Regions from separate parts of the Macaca mulatta genome. Here all the other regions are linked to region 3. Evidence: chromatin contacts called from public Hi-C data. All regions are on one chromosome and are shown on one strand. The core of a region is the stretch at or near the end of the contact, and the rest is flanking DNA. Distances in the headings are between cores, read along the strand shown. Region 1 holds the start of SMC4 (structural maintenance of chromosomes 4). Region 2 holds the start of PPM1L (protein phosphatase, Mg2+/Mn2+ dependent 1L). Region 3 holds the start of KPNA4 (karyopherin subunit alpha 4).

Region 1 (3,460 bases), core at 633-3,132, 170 kb after region 3:
TAAACAGGAGGTTAAATCCTAAGGCTCTAGATCCAATTATCCGTACCGCTGAGCACCTCGAACCTTCATTTTGGAAACTCATGAACTTCAGCGACACTGCCACGAGAGTTTAATAATGTCACCCAACTCCTGGACTCACAAAAGCTACAGTGGTTTCAAATAAATTACCGTCTTTTCTTTAAAGGCAATCTAAGACCACGGAGGTGAGGTTAGGGTCAAGAAACTTTTCATCATGTTCACAGTCATATTGATTGTCTCTGGGAAAAAAATCCACTTGCTCTTGATTGACCGTCTCGATTTTAGCGGAAATACAATAAAGACGTCTATACCATTCCACAGGTCACAAACAAAAATTCACAGCTGAACCGGTTTGCTCGCCCCCATCCCTTCCAGCGCCGTTACACCAAAATTGCACGGGAGTCTTATCTCAAAGTTGCCAAATGGCTCTCCTAAGCCTCTACGGGACCGACACCGGATCTTCAGACTTCAACCCCGCAGCCTCTAGCCCGCGCTCAACAACCCCAGCCAGCCTCGGGCTGGGCGCGCGTTCCTGAGGAGTCGCGGCGGGTCACTCACCTGCGGCGGTGGCTGGGCTCTCCGCGCGGCCGGACGGCGGCTCAGGCTCCGTGTCGCTGCTGGCGCCGTCAGGGGACGGCGGCGGCCCTTCCTCTCTGCGCCGGGCAGTGGAGGGCTGGGTGCCTTTACGGGGCATGGTTGCTGGGGCCGAGGGAGAGCCGGGAGCAAGTGAGCCCGCGGGCTGCTACACCGCGCCCGCCCCACCCGGGGAAACCTCGGTCCACCGGCTTCCATGAGCCCCGCTTAACACCCCGCTTAGAGGCAGTGGGAGTTCGGGAAGGGAGCCATCGAAAGACACCAGTGGCAAGAAGGCAGGACTGGTTTCTTAACAAGACCTATGTAAGTGAGAAAAACTAGAGGTGCCTGAGGATCAATCAAGGACTGAGCAACTGCTTATTTATTTTTTTAAAAGCCCTCCACCCGTCCGCCCACAGTATAAGCGTGTAATACTCGCTAACGCATTTCTAACGGAGGAACTCCCATACGCCGGCATTTCCGGACATTCCCACGCTCTCGGCGCCAGGGATGCAAGCGCACCGACAGGGAGAAACGAGTTCGTGTCAGGGTCAGGATCCCGCGGCTAACAACTCTCTCTAGAACGGTGAGGACTTAACTGGCGACTCGCCGCCCGCTTTCGTCTGCCCGCCTTTTAGCTCCCGGTGCCGTTGACGGCCCGAAGCATAACGAGGTCTCCCTCCTCTCCGCGATCCGACCGCTAAGGGCGAAGGCTGGAACCAACCACTAACAACTTCAAGTCGGACGCTGGCAGCGCTTGCTAATTTTGGGGTGGCAAGAGTTTGTCTCTCCAGCTCCCCGGGCGGAGTCCCGTTGGACAGTAAACCATGAAAGGTCACCAGCGAAGGCTGAGACCCGGTGACTAGTCCCTTGGCAGAAGAGAGAGGGGTAGGGGGAGACGCCCTTTCCCAGATAGAGACTAGGATTTTTTAAAGAAGAGATCTGCGAGGCTCGGGGCCTCCCCAAGACGTCTGAGTAGCTTGGAAAAGTGGCGCCCGGGAGTTGCGCGCGGGAGCCCGGGCCGCCCGGGAGCGGCCGAGGGGGGAGGGGTGACAGCAAGAGAAATCTCCCAGCGGCAGCCTCAGCCCGGACTTCGTCGCTCCGGCTCAAGGCCTCTATTTTCCAGGCGCTCGCAGACAAGGCAGGAAGTAAGAGCGTGACAACCTGACCAGGAAGAGAAGTACTTTACCTGCGAGACAGTCCGCTCAGACCAAAGCTGGAAACGGTTGTGTAGTATCCACCTCTCTGCTCCTACCGGTGTTTCGGCTCCGGGTCCTTCACTCGAAAATGGCGCCTAAAATACAAACTCGAACGGAAATTCGTTACAAATGCGCGCAATGATTTCTGGGATCCACTAATTTGAAAAAAAGTGCGGCGATTACCACCGCCATCTTATGGTCGCTCCTGCGCATGCGCGAGCTCCTGGCGTGACCTACGCGGTAGAAGTTTCTACTAAGTGAAAAGGAAGAGCGAGGGATTGTTTTCTCTGTGGTCTACAACAGCAGCACTATTATTAAAAATATTTGGAAAAACAACCTGGCAAGTTTTGAAAAATAGTTTTTTGAAAAGGGTAGGGTTCCGCTCACAGCGGGAGGCGGGGCTCAGTGGTCCAGAAACGCCTCTTCAGAAGAGGGCGGGCTCACCGAGAGGCGGGGTCTCTGGCCCACTCGGATGACGTGCCGCGTAAAAGTATCGCGGGAAGAGGAAGGGAGCGTAACTCTAAGAAGTCACTATGGTGACGGGGAGGTCGGGAGGCTTCTTGGTAACTGGTACCAGGTATTTCAGAGCAATCGCCACCGCTTTCCTGGAACTTGAGGTAACTCTCTTCACCTCTGGACCTGGTGGGAAAAGGGTTTGGAAGTTGTAGGCGTCACTGGATCCCATCTTTCTTGTTTTGAAGGTGTGTGCTTCGTGGAGCATCATTTTCTGTCTCCCTGGCGGCAGCGAGGCTCTGGGTGTAGCTTTTGAGATGAGAAGGAGGAAGCCCTGAATTTGAAGGGAGTAGAGAGACAACTAGAAGAAGACCTGGATTAGTGATAGCTTAGTCCACATGTGAATAGCTCAATAACGATTTTCGAGTTACTGCTTTTTAGATCATTGTTGTTACTAGTGAAAGGTTTCGGTCTTTTAAAATAGTTTGACTAAAAGGCTCTTTAATGGAAAAAACGACTCGCCAGTGTTCGGGTTATTTTTATGAGGAAATTATCGATCAGCAAATATTCCCTAAGTAGCTTTTGTATACATTGCACTAGATATGACATAATTAGGATTAGTAAGCAAGTTTGGCAATTCCTGTTCCCCGAGAACAGGAATTTTAGTTTTAGTGGGTTTTTAACCTGAGGTCTGTGGATCTGGTGGTAGGTGATTGAGTTTCACAGTTCATAACTCGCCTAACATTGTATACATAATTCTATGTGCATTTTTTTGGGAAGTTAGTTTTCCTACAGCTTTAATCAGAATCTCATACTTGCTCCTAATTCCCTGCATTGTTAAAGAGCCACCATCTCATTTGACTATCTCCAGTATTCATGCAACAACTCTTAAGTACTTGACATTGAGAACTACTAGCCTCTTTTTTTTTTTTCTTCAACTTTTGCTTACTTAGGGTCTGGCATGTTAAAGCACCAAAAAATCTGCCTTCTGAATGAATTTACATGATCACTCTAAATATATTATGGTTCTTCTCTCGAAGAGCATGAAGTCAGGTTCAGTGATTCTCAAAAAGGCGTGGAGAGCCACGGCCCTCCCAACCAATTGTAAGAATTTGGTGAAGTTGGGAGGCTGGTGTGTTTTAAATAAGCATAGACTCAATATCGTGATATATCTTTATGTTTGAAGTTAAAAACTATTGTTTTCATAAACTATAGAA
Region 2 (3,582 bases), core at 422-2,921, 180 kb before region 3:
TTGGCCCGATTGCACTTGTAAAGTTGATAGAGTTGGAAAGAAGCGCAGAGCAGCCCCTCGGATTCCTCCCTAGAGTGAAGGCGATGGGAAGGAGTCACAGCTTCCTTCACCCTCAATGAGCTCGCTCTGCAGGTATAGTCTCTTTTCCTAATGAAGCATAAAAGATGTTGTCTTCCTTCTCTGTGCCTAGTTCAACTCAAACCCTAGAACAAGGGCACTGGGGTCTGGGACCAAAGTTCACTGGAGATACCATTAATTCTCCTTGCTAAGCTAGCACAGTGTTTGCTGGGTTCCAGCCTTGGGAACCTCGTATTAAGTAGCAACAAATATGCTGCGGATGACTCTCCTTTCCCTAAAGTGGACCCTCAGCCCCAAGAAGTCTGGATCGAGCAGTGCTTTTGGCAACTTGAGCCGCATTTGTCCAGCCAGGTACCATGGTGTCATCACCACGCCCCTCGCACCCAGATCCTCTCACGCTGCGCACACGCTGTCCTGTTTATACACACACACACACACACACAGACACGCGCGCGCGCACACACGCACACGACATATACACAGACACAAATACAAAGCCCCGGGTAGCTCCTACCTCTCCCCCGTGCCCGTCGAAGATCCCGAAGATGGACGGGTGCGTCTTGTTGGCCAGATCCGTGAGAACTTCGAAGCGGTCCTCCATGTGGTCTCTTCGGCCCTGGATGGAATACACCGCCACGTTGTGGCTCTTGAACTCCCAGGTCTTGGAAAATTCGGCCTCCAGCACATCAAGCCCCCCGAGTCGATCGTTCTGCATGATCTCGGCTACCTTGCCCTTCACCATTTTCACAGCGTCCCGGCTGGACTTCACGATGGTCTTCACCTCGTCAGTGTGGAAGAAGTAACTCCACAGAGCCAAGCTGATGCACAGCAGGAAAAGCGTCTCGGGTCTCAGCAAGAAGTAGCGCATGATGCGACCCAGCAGAGACAGCAAAGTCATTGTATCCTCTATCATTTATTATCGCTAGAGCCTCAACCACCACCAGCGACGCGCGCCCCGAAGGCTCGCCGGGTCCGGGAGCACTGCGGGGACAGCCAGCCGGGAGGGAGGTGGAGCAGTGCCCGAGGGTGGGGGCGAGGCTCGCGGAACCCAGCCGGAGGCAGCCGAGCAGGCGGCTCCGAGCGGGCAGCGCGAGCACAGGCAGCTTCCCTTTTGTCTCCCCGCCTCGGCGGCCCGGAGGCCCGTCCCTGCCGCCCGCGCCGCCTCCCCTCCTCAGCCCCTTTGTGAGACAGCGGCGGCAGCGGTAGCAGCAGCCGCCTCAGCAGCAGCCGCGGATGCCCCGATTGGGCAAGAGGAATCAAGTTAAAGTTGCGCCGGGCGGGTCTGCCGCGGTGAGCGGGAGAGTTCAGGGGCGCCAGCGCCCGCGCGGTCCCTCCGGGGGTGCCCCTCGAGATTCCCGGGAGCGATCAGCAGGTGAGGCGCAGGGCTCCACAGCCCGGCGGACAAGGGATGCAGGTCCCCTCGGTCGCCGCCGCAGGGGAGCGCGGAGATGGCCGAACGTTCCAATTCCTTCACACACCCCCTGGGGCCCCAGAGAATAAAAGTTTTGCGGATGCCTGGGCAGAGGCAGGGGTACGCAGAGCCCGGCGACGCGGCACGATCAGTACTGAGCCGCAGGCGGCCAGCGGGGCTCTGCCTGCCTCTCCCCAGGCACCTCCCAGCTCCGCTCGGCTCGGCTTGGCTCGGCTCCGCTCGGCTCGGCTCGGCTCGGCTCGGCTCGGTGCCGCTTCACTCGCGCGCTCCCTCCTCGCGTCCCGGCTCGCGCGCGCTCCGCCCCGCGCGCGCTCACCCCGCCCCGTCCCGCCCCTTAAGTCGGGACTCAACACTCGGAGGTGTTCCCACCGAGCTGTCAGAGGCTGAGCAAGTTCCGCGGCCGCCGGTGCGTGCTCGCAGCCCCAGGCGGTCCAGGCCAGCCAAGGGGGAGAAAAGAGGGAGGTCAGCTATCTAGCTCTTGCGAATGGTTGTTCCTTCCCCCTGTGCCGGCTCCTAAGACAAGCTAATACTGACCCTGGTAGTCTTAGCGTTGGTTTTCCAGGAGCTACTGCTGCTCACTGGGAAGCCGAGAGTTGCACGTGAGCGTTCCCCCCTTCGGCGGCAGCACTGTAGTGCGGTCCCCTCTTCGCCAGGCATAAGGCAAGCGAGAAGGGACGCACTTCTCCCGGCTTGCAAAGCGATAGGGAGACGACCTGGCCGCTGGCCGCGGTCTCGGCGTTCAGCAACAGAGGCCTTCCCGGCTCTCTCAAGAGTCGGGGAGCTAGCCTGGGTCTAGCGACCTTCTTCCTCCCGAAAACAGCAGAAAGGGGGGACTCGAGAGAATGACCTCTGTTTCCCCAAGGAAGTGCACTCTGACGATAACCTCGGGAGGGACGAGAAAGGCCGCTCTTTCTGAGAGCGGCCGCCGCCCCTGGAGCAGGGGACTCAGCGGCCACGAAGGCCTTGCCTGCTCGCAACCTTTCCACGGGGAGGCACGAAGCTTCCGATGGGGGCCCCCGGGCGCACCTGACTCTTCTACGGGGCGAGGGCTCTGACTCTGCGGTTCAGGTTTGAAGGTCCCTTGGAAGCTCGGAAGTGGTGGTCTCCTTCCACCTCCTCGGTCATCGCAGGAAGAAGGCTCAGTTGGGGGCGGGAGTCTGGATGAGCGGAGAGTAGCCGCCCTGGAGAAGAGTGCGGGCTTGCAGGAGCCGAGGAGGATAACTCGAAATGTGGGCAGGCAGGTGTTGGTGGGTCTTGAAGGTGGGAAGGCACGAGAAAAGAACAATGTCCGCGTCCGCTTAAAATACGGAAAGAAGTGAGCTTTGAAGGAAAATACTCATTTTCACTACCCCTGTCCAGGAAGAAGAGTGCTGATCTGCTTCTTCCAGTCCGCTGGGCTGAAGAGCAGAGAGGCTGCTTGATCCCAGCCAAGCCAGTGTCTGTCACCCAACAAACACTTCTGCCTTGATGTGATCCCCATTCCTTTTCTAAAAATAAAAAATAAGAAGTCCTGGAAGGAAATACACTAAAATGTTCCCAGTGGTTAATCATTCATACAGTAGTACATTATATGCCGCTTTCATTTTCTGCTTTAGACTTTTGTCTATTTTCCATAACTTTTCTAAAGTTTCCACAAAAGCTATATATTTCCACCATAGGCAGAAAAAAATGAAAATGTAAGCATTTGAATGGCATATACAATATAATCTCAATAATATAAACATGCGTACAAAAGACAGGAAGGAGATAAGAACTGCTAACAGTATGTTATTTTTCACAACTGGGATATAGTCTCCTGTCCTGCTTTACATTTCAGGTATTTTCATCTGATAAATCGAGAAAATAAACAGTTTAAAATAAATTCAGTCATTCTGTCAAGAGGTTCCAAAATGAGATAATGAATTAAAGAACCTTTAGGAACTAGAAAGAAAAGTAATGCATAAGTGTTATTTTGAAGATAAGTTTACAACATTTCTTACTGTAAATTATCAAATCACTCTTGGGTGCATTGTCAGTCTTTCTGTACATGAATCCGTTTCACTGTGGCAAAGGCAACTTGCAGATAAGCTGAT
Region 3 (3,206 bases), core at 235-2,734:
GAACATCATCATTTGTATTTAAGATCTGTTCTAAATTTATATTCAAGTTAACCTTCAGTGTGAGTTATTCCCAGGCACAGCTTCTGTTGTCCATAGCCCAGTTGATGGTCTATAAAGTATTGACGACTTTAAAGGTACTACTCTGCTTCCTAAGTTTTTACTTTCCTTTCCCCCACTACAATATCCTCTCCAAAGTGATTCCTAAAGTACTCCGGCTCTTTTCATTACCTCTCCCCCAAAGGAAACTCAGTTGTTCACATCTGTTAAACCCACTGACTTCTTCCATTTTAACTTAAAAAAAAATTCCCCTCTGTTGGCTTTAAAAGTGTTTCCCTAAGAAACATATGCATTTTAAACATTTATCTCTGCACGTTGTTCTGCTCAAAAAATACACTAGAAAGGACCGGGAGTCAACGATTCTGAAGGAGTTTGTATCAGGGTCTCTTCTCCCTGCCTAGCCAAGTTTAAACACACCCAACGCCTCGATTCCTTGCTTCCGACCAGAGTTGCTGCTTTACATATCCCTGGACATTTGAGATGTTATTCGTTGATATTTCAATATATTTTAAGATAATTTTCCATTTCTGTTTTGTGAAATTTTTGAATACGTTCTTTTGTATCTCGTGTCATTTCTGCCTCTGGTAATGTTGTTGTCCCTGGTATCCCTGGAATTCATTTCCTTTCTCAACAGACAATATTCCCTGTCAGCTGCCACGGGCTCCGCCCTCCAGAAGTTCATACTTTGTGGTCAAGCAGCTTCTTTAACTTTCTAAGACGAATTACCTAGGAAGTGCTATTGTCCAAGGATCACCAGCTCTGCCTAAATTCCTACCTGTTGCGGGCGCTTAGTCACAGAAGATAAATCAGATACGTCTACTGGGCCCTTTCCTTTTCCACCCAGCGTTCCTGTCGCTTTCCGCTGAGCCTCCTCAACTCACGTCATCCCTGCAGGTCCTGGCCCCCAGACTCGACCCTGGACGGCAGGGAGCCCCAGCCCGGGAACGGAGCTGCGAGCGTCCGACCTGGGAAAGAGCGAAGCTCAGATCTCTCTGCAAAGCGAACAGAGAGCGCAAGGAATGCCCAGGAAGACAGGGCGCGCCCGGGGAGAGAAGAACGTTACTTTAACGCAGTCTCGACCCTGGACCCCTGCATCTAGGGCTTCCCGGACGAGTGATGCAAAACAACTCGCCCTGCTGCGTTCCCCGGCCTCTCCTTCCCCTTGCTGGTTTCCCCTGAAGTGTACTTCTCTGTCGCTTCCTCCCCATCTCTCCGAAGGCACGTGGTCCTTCCCTGCCTACCCCAGCCGCACCCCTCCCGGCCCCGAGCCGGCTCCTCCCAGCGTCGTTCGCTTCCCCTTTCCGTTCGCTCTTTCCGCCCCGGCTCTCCATCGCCCCTTCCCATTGGTCGAACGCACCGGAGCCTGGTTGGCCAATGGGCGAGCTGGGCTGGAGGCGATGGGCGTGGCCGCAGCTCCGGGGCCCTCAGATCGAGGCTGCCTCCCCCTCTCAGCCGGCAGCACATTCCGCCGCCGTTGCCGCCGCCCGGCCCCACAGTTGTCTTTGCCGGAGCTGCAGTCGCGCTGGGGTTAGGGCGGGGGGGCGGGCGGGGAGAGGAGAAGGCCGCGGCGGAGGCAGGTGAGAGGAGGAAGGAAGCGGCGGCGCGGCGAGCACAGCAGCTCAGGCGGCGACCCGGTTCCTGGGAGTGTCGGTGCGGCGCGGTGGTTGGGGCGGATCCCGCGGGGCCCGGGCGGGGGAAGGAGTCACCGGCCCGGCCATGGCGGACAACGAGAAACTGGACAACCAACGGCTCAAGAATTTCAAGAACAAAGGCCGCGACTTGGAGGTAAACTGCTGGACGACGCCGGAGGGGTGGGGGCCGTGGGCCTGGGGCCGGTCTCCGCCGGGACCCCGAGTGTGGGGAGTAGGGGCGGGAGCCGCCTCCGGGCCTCGGGGAATGGCGCTGGGGGCCGGCCCGTCCGTGACGCCTCTGCTAGCGCGCCGGGAAGTTTATGTCGGGCCTGCTCCGCCTCCGCCGGGGAGCGAGGTGCCCGGGTACGGCCGGCGCGGCCTAGGCCTGCCCGGCAGAGCCGGCCCGGTGCGGGTGCGAGGGGTCGGGCCGCGCGGCGGGGAGGCCGGGCGCGGCGCGTGCGGAGGAGGCGTGCGTGTGCGGTCGGCGCTGCCCGGCCCGGGCCGCGGCCCTCCCTGGCAGCGGCGGAGATTCCGGCTCTCGCTCGGGCACCGACGTCTGGCGCTGCGGGAAGGAGGGCGGTGGGGGTGGGAGGGTGAGCGTGTGGCGACCGAGTGGGGCTCTGAACTTCCTCAGCGAGGCCTGAGGCGTCTCCACTTAAAGGCATTTTTTCTGGTCTTCCCGACTCCCGCTTTACCCCTGCCTCCCCCCAATATCCAAACTACAGGACAACTTCTCCGTTGAAAAAAACACCCCCGGCGTGAGAGGCCATCCTGGTGATGCTAACAGTGCCTTCCAGCGGCCTGTGTTTTACTCTGGATATAGCTGATTCAAGATGTGGCTCACGGTGTGCCCTCTTCCAGGCAAAGGATACCCCTTATTTCAGCTTGTCCACAAATCTCTTTACCCCCTCCTGAGAGGAGACCACCAGCTGCATTCTTACATATAAAGTCCAAAGGGTTATACAAAGCTGTCATCCTCTAGTCTACAGTATCCTTTCCCTCCACCTGCTGGTGGTGGTAGTGGGGGATGGGGTGGGCTAGGGAATGGCACCATCACGTTTGATTATTTAAAAAAGAAAAAAAAAAATCATTGTCTTAGATACAGCTGCTCCCCAGATTGTCTACATGGGGCGTATGGTTTAAATACATGCATTCACACACGCATACCCACACACCCCACTGAGATTTTTGATAGAAGACTTCTTCCCTTCAGCTTTAATAGTTTAGATAAATAGATTTATTTTAATACTTCCCTTCTGCATCTTAATCACGAGTTTAGCTTTTAGGGAAAGTGGTCAAGCAGTATTTTTTATGTTGTTCCTCGGTATGTTTTCGTAATGAAATCTTCAACTTCCCATGACATTTCTGAACTTGAGCGTTTGCTTGACTGAAATATTTTTTGGGCTTTTTACAAAGCTGTTAATATTATCTTTAAAGTAGTTTATGCGTTTTAGTGGGTTTCATAATTTGAGGGAGTACTAAGTGTCCAGGGCTGTTAATTCTGTGGTTCTTTTAAGG

The links. A called contact is a pair of places that touch in the nucleus more often than the background predicts.
Region 1: a contact with region 3 is called in a Hi-C map of cortical neurons, with 6 times the contacts expected there. The contact joins the promoter of SMC4 here to the promoter of KPNA4 in region 3. A contact is called at or near these places in 2 of 14 Hi-C or Micro-C datasets (cortical neurons and fetal cortex germinal zone).
Region 2: a contact with region 3 is called in a Hi-C map of fetal cortical plate, with 2.2 times the contacts expected there. The contact joins the promoter of PPM1L here to the promoter of KPNA4 in region 3. A contact is called at or near these places in 4 of 14 Hi-C or Micro-C datasets (CD4 T cells, fetal cortex germinal zone, fetal cortical plate and 1 more).

The regions. Positions count from the first base shown.
Region 1 is chr2:63,565,163-63,568,622 of T2T-MMU8v2.0, reverse strand. SMC4 (structural maintenance of chromosomes 4) reads right to left here and starts at 1,882. Exons shown (of 24, transcript NM_001261676.1): 1 at 1,781-1,882; 2 at 577-717. The coding sequence starts at 712. IFT80 (intraflagellar transport 80) reads left to right here and starts at 2,305. Exons shown (of 22, transcript XR_013413625.1): 1 at 2,305-2,407.
Region 2 is chr2:63,917,385-63,920,966 of T2T-MMU8v2.0, reverse strand. It overlaps PPM1L (protein phosphatase, Mg2+/Mn2+ dependent 1L), which reads right to left and starts at 1,671. Exons shown (of 4, transcript XM_015131708.3): 1 at 593-1,671. The coding sequence starts at 991.
Region 3 is chr2:63,734,360-63,737,565 of T2T-MMU8v2.0, reverse strand. It overlaps KPNA4 (karyopherin subunit alpha 4), which reads left to right and starts at 1,484. Exons shown (of 17, transcript XM_001097222.5): 1 at 1,484-1,842. The coding sequence starts at 1,774.